Regions from separate parts of the Lactuca sativa genome. Here region 1 is linked to region 2. Evidence: chromatin contacts called from public Hi-C data. All regions are on one chromosome and are shown on one strand. Each heading gives the region's core, a stretch centred on a gene start, on an enhancer-like site or on the middle of the called end of the contact. The rest is flanking DNA. Distances are from core to core; before and after follow the strand shown.

The links. A called contact is a pair of places that touch in the nucleus more often than the background predicts.
Region 1: a Hi-C map of leaf shows a contact between it and region 2, with 7 times the contacts expected there. The contact joins the promoter of LOC111891171 here to the promoter of LOC111903145 in region 2. A contact is called at or near these places in 2 of 4 Hi-C or Micro-C datasets (leaf and seed).

The regions. Positions count from the first base shown.
Region 1 is chr8:76,362,853-76,365,552 of Lsat_Salinas_v11, forward strand. LOC111891171 (E3 ubiquitin-protein ligase MPSR1) reads right to left here and starts at 1,436. Exons shown (of 1, transcript XM_023887250.3): 1 at 435-1,436. The coding sequence starts at 1,180. The coding sequence ends at 539.
Region 2 is chr8:75,694,082-75,696,781 of Lsat_Salinas_v11, forward strand. LOC111903145 (cyclic dof factor 1) reads right to left here and starts at 1,338. Exons shown (of 2, transcript XM_023898927.2): 1 at 1,137-1,338; 2 at 1-565. The coding sequence starts at 1,283.

The DNA of each region.
Region 1 (2,700 bases), core at 186-2,685, 670 kb after region 2:
AAGGCAACAAAAACATAGAAGGTAGTAGCCTCTACTGCCGAATATAAACCCAAATCCCCAAACCTAATGGATAGCAAAAAAACATAGGAGGTAGCCTTTAGTGTCGAATATAAACCCAAATTCCCAAACCTAATGGGTAGGAAGCCTTTTTAAGTCTATGCGTATCCGGACCCACACGTAATAAAATCAAACTATAACTACTATAATCCAAGTTAAGAAAATAAGACCCAACGTAATTTTATTAAAATTGGATCACTTTTAAAACATGGGCCAATTATAAGTTAAGCCCATTATATAATATAAACGTTTGTAAAAGTTAAGGGCCTCGGCCCACGTTCCTTAATGCTTAAATTGCTTCCTCATAGTCACGAACTTCAATTATTGTTAAAATTAACCGCAAAAAGGATCGAAATACTCCTAATTGCAAGTTCATGTAAAATCTCCAACCATTTGCATTCACATGAAATCATTAAAGAAAAAAACAATAGAGCCCTTACCATTTGTACAAAGATTTATTCACAAAAATAACTCATCCAAACTACACTGATTCCTGCTGATTTGATTCTACTGATTCTTCTTCACTTGTTGATCTCCCTTCAGCAAACGAAAACGAAACCCAAATTTCTCTTCTTCTTCTTCCACCACTTTCATCCCCAATCTTCTTATCTGAATCATCTACAGGCATCTTATGCCTACAAACAGGGCAAGACCCATGAATCTTCAGCCATTTTTCCACACACCCACCATGGAACTTATGCTTACATGGCATCTCCTTCACCACATCACCAACCCCCAACTCTTCCAAACATATCACACACTCACCCCCTAAACTCTCTATTTCATCCGTACCTTTTATCTCCACAGTCGGCATGGCGTCGATCGACGTTTGAGACGCCGGTGGCTGGCCGTCCTTCCGCATCAGATCGTTCATCAGAGATTCGAAACCTGTAGTAGCGCCACCTCCGATCACCACCATTCCTTGCGTCACCGGGTTGATCAGGATGATCCGGTCGAGTGACGAACCCTGATGATGAAGACTGTTTGTAGATTCATGATCCGGATGTTCGGAATCGTGACTGGAATCCGATTCCGGCCTAGTTGTTATGAAGCCTGAAAGGAAAGGCATCTCGATGAGCCTCTCGATCAAACGAGATACTGATAGCTCTCCTTCTGAAGCCATTTGAGCACAAATTCGTAGTGGTTAGTGTGTTTTTGAGTGTTTCTGCTTACTGAGAAAGATCAAAATTGAAAAGAACAGTAGAAGTGGAAGTTGAATTTGAATTGGGGTATTTTTTTGGAGAGCTTAAAAACGAAGGGGGTGAAGGGTGTAGAAGGATCTCGAATGTTGTGTGTAGACAGGTGTTTTTGCTATAATACGCCAAGGGGTTTGGTTAACGCGTTGGATAAGATGAAGGATGATATTTTTGGTGGAGTAATCTAGTGCGGTGGGTTTCGTTTGATCCAGAAGTTTCTAGCCTTCGATTTTCTTAATCAACGATACAAAGTGGATATTACATGTATGATTTCGAATATGTACAATTATCAATTATTTATTTCTTTTTTACTTTATCGTGGCACGTTGTTCATAGTTTTTACAAAGGAAAATGCATTTTAATTTAAGAATGTATGTTTTATATATTTTTTTTATTTATAGAATACTATTTTTTTATATAAAGTATATAATGTATGATTGTTTCGAAATGTATAGGTGCGATTTTAGATTTGTGAAAAAAAACGGGTCACGATATATCAAGTTGGCTGGACAAATTTTCATCTTAAAGACACTAATGATTAAAGAAAAATATAAAATCGTATAATCATTGCTCTTCAAGTACTTCCCCACTTGAATTTAAGTTTTTGATAACATCACAAGTTAAAAGGAGTCTTTTAGAGGGTGTTTGTTTTTTCTCTGCAGGTCTGCGTGACCTCTTCTGTCTGCGAGGCGCAGACCACGCGCAGACATAATGGTTTGCAGTCTGTTTGTTTTTCTGAAGTGCGCAGACATAAAAACGTTTGTGCGAGGTCTTCACCACACAGATATGGGATAGCATCTTCTAAAGTCTGCAAGCCCTTTAACCTAAAAAAAATGCGTCTTTTTTTTTCTTCCGCCTCCAGTCCTCGTCCAACCCTCCCAGAAAAAACCCTCGATCGATCGATCGTACTCCACCTTGCAGCGACCACCACCGTCGCAACCCTCCTCTCCGATCAAAACCATCGATCGCCGCCTTCCTCTCCGATCCGGCGTCCTCCGATTTTCCGACCATCACAGTCGATTGCAGCAGCCAGCGAACAACAAGGTCACAGCGACAACTTCAACTAGCGACCAAGCGACGACTCCTCCCCTGCTCGCCGCCGTTAACCAGCGCCTCCCCTGTGAAGCCACCGGCCGGAGACCGTCGCCCCCACAGCTACACCGGAGACTTCGACCTCACAGCTACAGGTTCGTTTTTTTTTCCTGCTGTCAGTCTTCCTTCTTCTCCCGACTTTCTGTTATTCCCTTCTTATCCGTTGCATTGAAGCTATAGTTCAGAATTTATGTTAATTGATGCATAACTCATAAAAGAGCTGTAAAATAAAAACATTTGTAATGAAAGTAATTTATCTTGGAATGTGAAATTGGATTTGATTTTGAATGAAATACCGAGATGTTAAACCTGTAACATCTCCAGCTTGATCTGTTTGATCGAAAAAGTCCAATTG
Region 2 (2,700 bases), core at 88-2,587:
ACTGGATTGGGCAAGGGTATTTTTGGAAATTCCTTTGTACAGAATTAGAAGATAGGTCATCTTCAGATTTCTGGGATTTATCTGAAAAGTTTAAAGCTGAATTCATAGATTCACAAAGGGGGACATTAGATCCAAAACTAAGAACACTGCCGTTGGTTTTCCAAGAAGGTTGGAAAGCAGCTTCGGAGACAATAAGGTGGCGGTAATATGAAGCAGACGATGAACTTTTGTTCTTTCGTCTTCCAGAACCTACGGGTGTGTTTCTCATTGTTCCGCCAGCTGTCCAGTATCTTTGACAGTTTTTGCAGAAGTGACGTGGCTGGTTAACGTTGTAGTTATTGTAGTAACAGAATTTAGTATCCATGCTATTACATCGAGGACATGGAAGAATCTTATCTGGTTTTTGAGGTTTTTCTTCTGAATTTTGGTTTTCTTTTTTTGTAGAGTTTTTTGATGAAGGCTCATTGTCGGCGGTTGGTGTTCTTGGATCATCGTTGATTCCTCCTGATGATGTACTTGAATTGGAACATGATGTGTCTTCTGTTTGAGTTATTGTAGTGTTTTTCTGAAAATTATAATTAATTTAAATCGTCAATGAAAAAGAATAATTTTGTTTCAAGATCTTGATATATGTAAAAAGAAGATGCTTTCTATTTATGTGATATGAAAATTATCAGATTTGATCATAAAGATTGTAATTTTATATCGTAATTTTGTATATATAATCGAGATCGATGAGTGAACGGATGAAAATAGATCTAATATAAAACCTTATTTTCTCTAAAAGAAAAAAACAGAGGACGCCACTAAGAAAATTCATAAAAGCCTTTGTATGAATGAATCTATGATGTTTGGATATTGAAAATTTTGTAAATTACATTACAATGAAAGCAAAAAGTTAATAACTTCCAAAAGTAACATCGACCCGACTTTCCTTTTGAAACCCTGAGAAAAGGGTTGATCGTGAAATTTCATAAAATTCATTCAACTCAAAAGTTATATTATCTACACATGCATTTCCTCAAAAACCTTCAAGTCGTTGAAACTCAACCATGAAAACCCACGAAACTTTACAAACAGAAACGAACACCCAAATCAAACAACAAATCACTCGAAAAACTCGTATACTATAATACCTTGATGTCTTCGGAAGAAGAACACTGTTGTTGTTGTTGTTGTTGTTGATCATCAGCTTTACCTAGAACGACATCGTCATCATCAACATGAAGCAACTGAATCGTTTTCCCGAAAAGCTTAATCGCTGAATCTTTAAGTTCCGACATTACGAATTGTCTATCGAAGTTTGTAACGTAAAATCTTTTTGTTTGAATTTTGCGGCAGTAGTAGTGAGGGTTAAAAAGGTGAGGCGAGGGTATGACACGTCGGCAATGGTGGAAATTTCTGAGCCACAAGTTCTTGTGGCTTGTGAGATTTTCTTTGGAGCAAAGTGGGGTATGCTTACTTTCTTTTTGGTTAAGTTTTTTGATCGACATTTTTATTCTTAAAAATATATTCTTTTTACTCAACAAAGTGGGGGTTTCACTTTTAGTCTTTTAGAATATAATTTATATTCTTAATTTTTTGTTTTATAAAAAAATAAATAAATTACTTGAATTAGTTTCTTTCTATATGAAGATGTTTACACGTTCCTATTAGTAGTGGCATTGTCGACCTACATAAGTATACTATAATATCAATATTATGTTAACCTTAGTAAAAAAGTTTATATTATAGTAAATAATATAATGAGTTTAATCATGATATTTACGAGATCTATATTTTGAAAATAAACTTAATCCACATATTGATCAAAGCCAACAAAGTCTAAGTCGATCTCCGGAAAATTCCACTGCGTGGATGCCACTAGAGGGGAGTACATGACAATAGATTTGAACTTAATATGCTATAAAAATCAAATGTGTTGTTATTGTATTTTTTTCCTTTTTAATAATAAGAAATGAAAGAATGACTCCATATATCAATTTTGGGTTATGTAGATAAGCTAATTAACTTTATGATGAATCACGGTTGTTGTACTTTGAAAAGAGTAATCCAACTGTTATTTAATTAATTTCCTGTACTATATAAGAAACTATACAATACACATGTCATATATCATCATTTCTAAAATTTTCTTTTTTCTCCCAAACGAAACGGAATCTTAGTATCATCATCAACTTTATTAACTTTAGGTTTGATATTCCTTTACTGTACTTACAACTTCAGTTAGTTCTCTCTCTCTCTCTCTCTCTCTCTCTCTCTCTCTCTCTCTCTCTCTCTCTCTCTCTCTCTCTCTCTCTCTCTCTCTCTCTCTCTCTCTCTCTCTCTCTCTCTCTCTTTTTAATATTATAATTATATAGCAACTTTATTAATTTTAGGTTTGATACTCCTTTATGTTATTCATTTTTTTGGGATGATTGTGGTGCATATTGACGTTATCTTTGGTTACAACTATATTCGAGCTCTCTAATACTGTACTAGAGTTCATATAAACAACATGAGGTTATAAACACCATGTTGTGTTTATTTAGGTGAACAAAAGAACTAAATAGAGAATGAAAGATTTCTTTTGTAATGTGTACAATAATAATCCAACAATAAGAACCATGGAAACTTTCCATTGCACAAGTTATGATATGAATATAGTGTCTGTATTGTAAACGTAATTTGAGCTCTGAGTGACCTCTGGTCTTGTGCTAC